Regions from separate parts of the Mus musculus genome. Here region 2 is linked to region 1. A link is a contact called in public promoter capture Hi-C data. All regions are on one chromosome and are shown on one strand. The core of a region is the stretch at or near the end of the contact, and the rest is flanking DNA. Distances in the headings are between cores, read along the strand shown. Region 1 overlaps Gm31317 (a long non-coding RNA gene). Region 2 holds the start of Mien1 (migration and invasion enhancer 1).

Region 1 (4,893 bases), core at 937-3,436:
GGTGGAAAGTCCTCCAGGGTTCACCATCCCTTCCCAGGGTGCAAGAAGTAGGCTGCCTAAGAGCTCAGGCCTTGGGCTCTGCAGCCTGGCTTTGAAACTTGAGCCGAGTCGCTTAACTTCACTGAGCCTCAGGTGACTCATCTGAGCAATGGGACAACAGGATCTGTGTCCTGTGGTTACTGCAATGTGTACAGCAAGGCAGTTAAGCTGAGCTGTTGGCACTTGGGGGACAGGGATGATTCTTAGACCCCAGGACAAAGTCAAAATTCCTAAGCAGGGCCTGTGGAGCGGAGCTGTCTGTGGGAGTCAAACAGTAGGAAGATCTACCCACTGTTACAGCAAAGCTGTGGGCATAATGAGTACGGGCCAGCTCATCTGCCCAAAGTTTTCTGCTGTCTACAGCAAGTCTGGTCCTTACAGGCCCTCTAGCCAGGGTTTCTGTGTGTGCCTTTGTATGTGGAATTCTTACTGCCTAGAATGTCCTTTTGCACCTTACCCACCTGGAAGCTCTCACTCATCAGTTCAGACCTAATTCAAGAGGGGGTTGTGGTACTTGGAAAATGAGGCAGGGGGATTGCTGTAAGTTTGAGGCTAGCCTAGGTTATGGAGTGACATCCTGTCTCAAGGTTACTTGAAGGGTGTGTTGCCCATGCTGGCGATCCCAGCACCTGGAAGGCTAAGGCCAGATGGCCAGGGCCTCAAAGTCATCAGATGCATAGCAAGTTTGAGGTCAGCCTAAGCTACATGAAACCCTATTTCAAACAAACAAAATTAAGGTAGGGGAAAGACCTAATCCAAGCCTCCTTGCCCTCTGCCAACTGCTAGCAACAGCAACAGGCCTTAGAGCCAGGCATTCTGAAGTGGAATCCAGCTCTGCCACTTCCTAATTGGGTGACCTTCATCTGGGTCTCAGTTTCTGAATCTGGAGAATGGGTATGTTGAGGAATAATATGTGTAAAGAGTTTGTTCCCACTGGGCACGGCAGCACATGCCTTTTAATCCTAACACTTGGAAGGGAGAGGCAAATGGATCTCTGTGAGTTTAAGGCCAGCCTGGTCTATAGAGTGAGTTCGAGGACAGCCAAGGTTACCCAGAGAAACCCTGTCTTGAAAAAAAATCTGTTTCCAGATTTGACACAGGAAACCACTAGTAAAAGGTAAGGGCCATAATTACTCTGCCTACTAGGCTGTGAGCTTCCCTGGGCCAGCACTGAGCTGACTCTCTTGGCTCTAGCCTGGACAGCCAGGGATGCTCTTTGCCAAGAGAGCCTCAAAGCACTAGGCAGCACCTTGAGCCCTGCTGGGAGCCATCCCATTCCATTCCGATGCCCTCCCCATTTTCCACAGAGGGAAACTGAGGCCCCAGGGCAAGCGTCTTTAGGTTCTAGTAAGCAATGAGTAGCAGAGCCAGGGTCCATCCTGTGCGCAGCTGACTACAATCAACTCTCTGGGCTCAGTTTCTTCATGTGAGAAATGGGTCGATAGTCACTCCATGGAGTAACATATTGACTGTTGGGAACAGCAAGACTGGGGGAGTGAGTGGGATAATGTTCTATTTAGGATAAAAACTTTCCTGGGGTTACAACTGAGGAACTGACCAGGGTCCCAATTTACCTCTCTCCCCAGGGTGCTTCTGGAGCCTGGGGCCAATTCAGAAAACCTTCCTTTCCCTGGGCCCTCTGCCAGCCCCTCCAACCCTTCCTCCAACCATCCACTGCAAGACAATGGTGGGCTGGCCCGGCCTTTGTGAGAGGGGTCAGGCCAGTTAATCTTGGGCTGGGTTAGGGAGGGGCATTTGGGGGCCAGGAAAGGAGTGGGGGCTGCCGGTGGGGGACACAGCAGCCGGCTGCTGAGAGTTGAGGGCATTGGAGGCAGGGGGCCGAAGAAGTAAAAGCTTGAAACAGGCTTTGGGGAGCGTTTCCTCCGAATGTAGATTTGAGCTCCTATTAAACTTGCCAAAAATTTGTGTTAGCTAATGGATTCTTAATTCTGTCTAAAATGAGAGAGGGAAAATTATGCCATTCATCTTGTATTGGTTTGAAATTACATCTGACACCTAATCGATCATACTGTGGAACATTAACTCTTTGGAAGAGACCCAACTTTTTCTCTCCCTCGCTTTCCAGGGCTCGGGAGCCTCCCCCACCTCTGATTCCTTCTTTTGTATTTCATTAACTTAGCAAAGCTCTGGCTGTCTCTCGGGTGAGGGGTGGAGGCTGGGGAGGGTTCTTTTAAATCAGGGGAGGTAATCAGCACCCCAATCTTTTGCCCCCAAAGAGCCACCACTTTCAACCTTCAAGTGACCTCCACTCTGGCCCGGCTTTTCCCATGCACTTTGAGTCGACATGGCGATGCAGAATTAAAGGCGCTAAAGGCACGCGCGGGGGTGGGTGGGTGGTGACCTCAGAACCACCTTGGGTGCACGGGGGAGAGGTGGGGAGCCAGGCAAAGATAAGCTTGCACCTGGGGCTGGGGCAGGGGCCGTGGCAGGGGGCTCACCCGCGACTGGCCTGGCAGATGGGTGAGGAGGAGAGGGCAGATGACAATGGATTTGCCCGAGGATCCCCAGGAGCTCGAACTGAAAACCCCAACCCCAGACCTTCTTTTCCAGGAGGAGGACTTTCTGGCAGCAAGGAGAAGCCACTGGAGGCCGCCAGGCCTGGGCTAGGCTCCTGGCTGTACTTCTGACAAGCTGTGTGACCTTGGGCAGATTACATAAGGCTCAGAGTCTCGGTTTCCTTCTCTGTCAGGGCAGAGTGGAGACTGTAACACCTCGGCCCAGGGCTGGGGCGGGCCTGGATGGCACAATCCAGTTTAAACTGGGGTAGAGCCCATCACCTGGTGCATAGTAGGTATTCAGGAAAGGTGACAGAGGGCCAGATCACTGGCCCCGCCCCCTGCTTCTTCTGCTTCCTGCTCTTCCTTATTCCAGGCTGTCTGATCCGCACTCTCAGCTCCTTCACTTAGCTCCTCCATCTTTCTCTGCCACTGCCAAGGGCAGATCAAGGTCAGGAGCCCCAAGGTCAAACAGGCCAGGAGGGCTAAGTGGTACCTGAAGGAGGCTGGGGCCCAGGGGCTCCTTTCCCTGCTCCCTCAGGGTTCTCTCCTGCCTGAGGAGCTCCCTCAGAACCTGCCACCATGCTGAGGAGGGATGGGAGGGGGGTGTCCCAGGGAAAAGGAAGGTGAGTCCAGCAGGAAGGAAGGAAGGAACTCTCCATTTGGATCAAAGCCTCTTGCTTTTACTTAAACGCTTCTGATTCTGTCTGTGGATTCCTGGTTTCTGTTCCCAGTCTAAGAGGGGTGGATTGGATCCCTCCGGTGTTTCCATAGACCTGCAATGGCCCAGATTCCACCCCAGCAAGGGGGAGAGAGAGAAGGGGAGAGAGAGAGGAGAGAGAGAGAAGGTGAGGGAGGGGGCAAGAATTTCAAGGATTTCTTCCTTAACTTAGCTTTGGACACCAGGGACGTGTGGGGACACTCCAGCTCCCCAGAAAGCTGGGTCAATGAAGGACCATAGCAGGCAGCTGGCCTTTGCACTAAACAGCAAGGAGTGCCTGATGCCCCTTTTGCAAAACTTCAGGTAACCTCTGGACCCTCTCAGAGTAAACATTACTCTCAAAAAGCAGGAATTAATCACATGAACGCATGTGCAGATGAAGGGCCAGGCTGGTTTAAGCAACTGGTTGTTAACCTCTGGATAGCTGTCCCAGGGGCAGAAATGAATGGCTTAGAATGCCCCCAATGAAGGCTTGAATGCCCCCACTGAAGGAGCCACAGTGCAGGAACTCCTGGTGGCAAATCTTCTCTGGCACCCTCATTTTGAAAAGTTGGCAGCCAAGACTCAGCAAGGGGCTAAAACAGGCCAGGGCCACCCAGAGAGGTAAAAAGGAGAGTACCTGGGCCTCCAACCCTCAGCCCAGGGCTCTTCTCCACCTGGATCAGGAATCTACAGGAACATTTTTCTAGATGACATTCAAGTCTCAGGAGCTCAGAGCATATGAGGACTAGATTTGGGGAAGCAGTGTGAGAGCTTCCAAGAGGCTCCCCTGAGGAGAGTGAAGGGCAGAGGGCACAGGGAGCCTAGCTCCCTCCCCCCCTCCCCCGCCCCCAACACTGACACAAACACACTAAGGCAGGAATTTTACTGTCAAATGTCCTTTCTATGGGGAGTTCACTGTTTCCCAGGAGATGTCTGATGAAGCCCCTTCCTGCCAGCCTCCCTGGCAGCCACTAGGCGGCCATGGCTTCCTCTTCTGCCTGGAGACTCCACATGGAGGGGTTCACACGGTTTGTATTCTTAGTGCTCAGGGCTGGCGGCACTGAGAATGGAGCAGAAGAGCAAGGATCAGCCAGGCTGGTTGGGGAGACTGAGGCAGCTGTATACGGGGTACATTGGCCAAGGCTCCAGTACAGGTTGGCAGGCCTAGCTAGACACACATGCTGAATTACCTCTTGATTACCAGGTATGTGTGAGGGTATCATTCACTCCCCCCCATGGTGATGTTTTTACTGTGTTTTTTTTTTGCCTTGGACATAAAAATATGTGATTGTTATAAAAATAGGCAATCCCAATAAAAACAGAGAACAAGAGCCACAGCCTCAGATTTTATGATCGCCCCCTCCCCCGAGTGAATCTACGTCAAGAGTGTGTTCAGAAGGAAAAGCGTCCTGATATTGTAGAATCTGGGAGATCCTGCTACAGCAGATCCCTCTGTACCAGAAGAGAGACTCAGAGTGGCACTCTTCCTGCCCCACCCCCATGGGTGTCCATTCTCACACTGTCACCTACTGGTCCAGTAAATGTGGATCGGAAAAGGAATGAATGGATTCACAGAAGAGACAGATCTAGACAGAGGCATCAAAACTGCAGCGGTGACTTCAAGTGTGTTCAACA
Region 2 (4,893 bases), core at 867-3,366, 140 kb before region 1:
TCTTTGTAAATACTTATTTCACTTGAGATATTGTATGTAGGATATATAGAGAACTCTTAGATGCCAATAATAAAAAGAAAGTAACCCAATTTAACTGGGCTATAAAATGGGCAAAGGTGGCACAGGCCTTTAATCCCAGCACATGGGAGGGAGAGGCAGGCAGATTTCTGAGTTCGAGGCCAGCTTGGTCTACAGAGTGAGTTCCAGGACAGCCAGGGCTATAGAGAAACCCTGTCTCAAAAAAAAAAAAAAAAAAAAAAAAAAAACCAACAGCAAAAATGTGACTACTTGAAAAGATGGCCTATTGCATTACCTAAAAGAATAACTATCATCAGGGCTGGAGAGATGGCTCAGTGGTTAAAAGCACTGATTGCTCTTCTGAAGGTCCTGAGTTCAAATCCTAGCAACCACATGGTGGCACTCAACCACCCATAATGAGATCTGACACCCTCTTCTGGGGTGTCTGAAGACAGCTACAGTGTACTTAGATATAATAATAAATAAATCTTTAGACTGGAGCAAGCGGGCCGACCAGAGTGAGCAGGGTCTACCGGAGTGAGAAGAGATCCTGAATTCAAATTCCCAGCAACCACATGATGGCTCACAACTATCAGTACAGCTGCAGTCTACTCATATATACATAAAATAAATAAATAAATTTAATCTAAAAAAAAAAAAGTAATATCATCAAAGAGACAGGCAACCAGTATTTGTGGTGGCTATGAAGAAACAACTCCTTGTGCCCTTTTGGTGGTGTAAAATGCTACAGCTGCTTAGAAAAAAAAAAACAAAAACAAAAAACAAAAACAAAAGCAGGTAGGCAATCCATAAAGAGTTAAATATAAATTTCTCGCAGCCCAGTAGTTTTAATTTTACTCTAAGGAACTTAAGAGAAATGGCAACACATCCATACAAAGGCATCTACAAGACATTTACTCAAAACAAACAACCCAAAGAAACCCAGATTAATGTTAATAGACAAATAATCTGTGCTTTTTCTATACAACAGAATGAAATAGTATTCATCAATAGAAAGGAACGCCTGGGACACAGCACTGGATGGAGGCTTGCTCTGATACAACAGAGCAAACGTCACATGCTGCAAGAGTCCATTTATGTGAAATGTCCAGAAAAGTTTAGAGAGCAGAGCAGCGATTGCTTGGGGCTGGAGTTGGAAGCTGCAAGCAAACAGGAAAGGCCTTCTTAGATCCATTGAAATATCCTATAACTAGATGGGATGACGTCAGAACTCAGCAAACACAGACCGACCCAACAATGAACAGTTTCAAGGGACACCAGAATGGGTGACTTGTTACGATACTGTAGTGGTGCTTCAGGGAAGGAAGAGACAGGGAGGACCCAGGCTGCAGTTCCAGAATTACAAACTGAGTTCAATGACACTAGCCCTCTAGCAAGAGGCAGGGATGAGGAGTGTGCATAAAGTGGGGGTCAGCACTTCAGAGTCAAAAGAACTAGAGTTCTGGGCTGATGAAGACGCTTGACCTGTAAGAGACAGACCTTTGAGACAGAATCTGATACTCTGAGTTCAATCCCTGGGACCCACATGATAAGATGGAGGAGGCCGAAAGTTGCTGTACTCTGACCTTCAAAAGCATGCTATGGCATGGCCCCCACCTCCAATACACACTCGTCCACAAATTAATAAATAAATGTAGTAAGTTTTAAAGATGCCCTCGCATGCATAAATTCACACTTATACACATATATACGTAATTAAAATATTCTTAAAAGTTAAAAAAAAAAGAACTCGAAAGAAAAGCAGTATGGTGTGGTTTCAAACGCTATCATCGTTCGAGAGGTAAATAGCAACACCAATCACAGACCATCAGCTACCTCGGCCGCCTGCCCCATTTTCTCTGTCTTTTGTAAATGGAAAATAGCTTTGTGATCACAGGCAGTTCGTTAGTAAGCAAATCCATGACTGTGAGCATTGGATGCCAATGAGCTCTCAGAACCCAGGATCAGTGCTGGTCCAGGATATTCGCTCTGCAGCTGGATCAAGATGTAGCAGTACCTGCTGACGGCAGAGGGCGCCCCGACGCAAAGCGAGGTCCGGACACGCCCACGGACACGCCCCCCACGTGACTTTGGCGTGGCGTCACACCCGGAAGCAGCCCTGCAGCGGAGCGGGCAGCAATGAGTGGGGAGCCAGCGCCGGTGTCCGTAGTGCCCCCTCCCGGGGAGGTGGAAGCAGGCAGTGGAGTCCACATCGTGGTGGAGTACTGGTAAGCCACTCGGGTTGAAAAGGAGCCTCTTGTGCTCGCCCGCAAGATGGGGGTGGATCCACGGGAGGCCCCACCCCCGGAACCCCAGCTCACTCCACGTCTCTTCTCCCCAGTAAACCCTGCGGCTTTGAGGCGACCTACCTGGAGCTGGCGAGCGCTGTGAAGGAGGAGTATCCGGGCATTGAGATTGAGTCGCGACTCGGGGGGACAGGTGAGGTCCGCAGAGCACCTGCTGAGTCAGTCCATGTGATAAAACTCCAGCTCTCCCTACATTCTAGAGCTGACATTGGCTGTTGTATATAAAGCCCCTAGTAGGGTCTGACACATAGCAAAAATGCCTACTGTGGGTTTGGAGTGAAGGAACTCTTAATGGCGTATTGGAAAGACGCACGGGTGAGGACTTTGGGGTTTGGGGCTGAATGGCTTCAGGATCGGTGTCTGCCGAGGCCATGAACAGTCTTGCTTGGACTCGAGGTGGTGCCAAGGACCTCCCTGAACTTCTGCCTGTTGTTCTTAGTTCGTTCTTGCATTTATTTCCTACCAGGGGCCTTCGAGATTGAGATCAATGGACAGCTGGTGTTCTCCAAGCTGGAGAATGGAGGGTTTCCTTATGAGAAAGACGTGAGTATTTAATGTACCTCGGGAGGGTGGCTGAGACGAGACACACCCTCCTCTCCTGTGCATGACACTCGCCCATGTCTCTGTCCGCTAGCTCATGGAAGCCATCCGAAGAGCCAGCAATGGAGAACCTGTAGAAAAGATCACCAACAGCCGGCCTCCCTGTGTCATCCTGTGACTAAGAAATGATTCTTGGAAGCTTGGTTCTGGGGTTTAAACCTTTCCTTGTGGTTACGCTAGGAATCCCTCTACCTTTAGCCCCTCACTTGGCCCTAGGTAACTAAGACCCTGACTTCACTTTGCCTCTTAGGGCACAAGGAGGGACTAGACATTTCTGTGGCCAAAGGCAGAAAAGAGATGTTCTCTGTGAACATCACCATCGCTCTCCCGGGATCTGTGCCCTCTGCAGTTTGGTCCTCTCCCCAGCGTGGCAATACCTTTCAGATGCCACGGTTGCTATAACTTATTTTCCCTGAATCCTGGGCAGTGTCGGCTCTTGGCAATAAAGAGTAATTACAAATGCTTGTGTCAACTGGCGTGTGTTTATGTCCAGCCTGTGCGGGGGGCACACAGGTCAGTCTGGCCCTGCTAACACCTAGTGGGTGGGACTAACACCTAGTGGGTGGGGTTTTCCTGGATGGATACTTCTTTCTAAGGCAAGGAAAACAAGTCACATGGCAATGCTCTCCACAAGCTCCCCTCTCCCACTGGGAGGACAGGACTTCATTCTGGGGGTAGCCTTGGAATGAGTGTGTCCAACGGAGTATTCTGGGGGTAGCCTTGGTATGAGTGTGTCCAACGGAGAATGACCCTGTTGCCAAAGGGCCTTCAGAAGGAATCCTAACTCCCCAGTCCCTCAAGCCCAAAGCCAAATTGTCTCAAACTTTTGGAAGATCTCTACACACTCACTCCAGGAGGAGCTGTGTGTCAGATGAGCAATACGGTTTGACCCGGCCCGGGACCACTCTCAGACATAGGCTGGGGTCCAGTTATTTTACAAATCTCATTGCAAATGGAGAAAGGGGACAGCACCCCCCGACTTTCATATAACACCCACTCTCCCACTGTATCCTTATTTCATCTTTAAAAAAAAAACAAAAAACAAAAGTAAAAACAGAACAAAATAAACTCTGTACAAAGACCAGTCTGGGTGCAAGTGCTGTCCCCCTCTTGGGATGCACGTGCCTCAGTCCTAGTGGGGTGTCCTGCTCCCAGGATATTCACCTGGGGCCTCCTCCCTTGCAGGCTGAGCTTCCCTCAGTCTTCAGAACCAAGAGAGCCAGGCCAGGTAAGGAATACCCACTGGACCCTACAGTCTGTCAGGGCAGTCAGGGTCTGTAATCCTCTGGGGCTGAACAGTGTGCTGTCTCTTCCGGCCAGGCGGGGCCCTCTTAACCACTCAGGATTGAAGCATCGAGCGAGGTTCCTCAGGGCACGTTCCTGGCATAGCCGGCTGCCCTGGATGTCATGTGGCCAGAGGACCTTCTCCCTGCTTTGTGGCGGGCGATGGAGACCACAAGTTAGGCCTTCCTTCCCCACTCTGAAGACAGAGGATGTCTGCACATGTGACCTCATACTGGCACATCCAGGCCTAGGTACTCAGGGTTCTCTGCAGTGGGGGTCCCTTCAAAGGTACTTGGTGGAGGACCCTGCTCCGATGAGTTCTGGTCCCAGTAATAGAGGTTGTCAAAGGCTGGGCTGAAGGCAGGAGAAGGGTGGGGCTGAGAGGCAGTGCCTGCTCTGGGTGCTAAGTATTCAGGGTTCTCCACAGCACCCCCAAAGGCAAAAACGTCTTTGACAACCCCATTTTTCCCAGGAGAGAGAGTCTTGGGTCTTTCTAGAGTAGCACCAGCAGGTCGGATGGGAGGCGGAGGACCCTCTGGGGTCAAGGGAGACTGAGGCCGAACCTCTGGCTGGTTCACATACTCTGAGGAGAGAAGAGATGTTGTTAGGGAAAGGGTCCAAGATATTCCTGCCCCATCATTGCCCCTCAGTGGGTGTAGCCTGAGGGTTCTCAACTCCCCTCTCC

The links. Promoter capture Hi-C pulls out the DNA fragments that hold promoters and counts their contacts.
Region 2: a promoter capture Hi-C map of embryonic stem cells shows a contact between it and region 1, with 2.3 times the contacts expected there. The contact joins the promoter of Mien1 here to the enhancer-like site in region 1. A contact is called at or near these places in 11 of 39 promoter capture datasets (3T3-L1-derived adipocytes, the C10 cell line, the HPC-7 cell line and 5 more), 4 of 484 Hi-C or Micro-C datasets (forebrain, liver and nephron progenitors), 8 of 115 datasets of contacts at active chromatin or transcription factors (the SCID.adh cell line, bone marrow-derived macrophages, embryonic stem cells and 2 more) and 3 of 9 other capture datasets (adipose tissue, liver and pancreatic islet).

Annotation. Positions count from the first base shown.
Region 1 is chr11:98,295,849-98,300,741 of GRCm38.p6, reverse strand. It overlaps Gm31317 (a long non-coding RNA gene), which reads left to right. Exons shown (of 3, transcript XR_389006.2): 3 at 1,626-1,874. It overlaps Gm31194 (a long non-coding RNA gene), which reads right to left. Exons shown (of 2, transcript XR_389003.3): 2 at 4,127-4,318. Among named protein-coding and RNA genes, the nearest start is that of Gm31194, 3.7 kb to the right of the region's middle. Within about 2 kb of position 2,186, at least 18 of the 459 cell types and tissues checked have an H3K27ac peak or open chromatin away from gene starts, as enhancers often do. A contact at or near this core is called in embryonic stem cells, hepatocytes and liver, where this site is marked.
Region 2 is chr11:98,436,211-98,441,103 of GRCm38.p6, reverse strand. It overlaps Mien1 (migration and invasion enhancer 1), which reads left to right and starts at 2,116. Exons shown (of 4, transcript NM_025559.2): 1 at 2,116-2,246; 2 at 2,360-2,457; 3 at 2,791-2,867; 4 at 2,959-3,396. The coding sequence starts at 2,158. The coding sequence ends at 3,042. Erbb2 (erb-b2 receptor tyrosine kinase 2) reads right to left here. Exons shown (of 27, transcript NM_001003817.1): 27 at 3,388-4,791. The coding sequence ends at 4,436.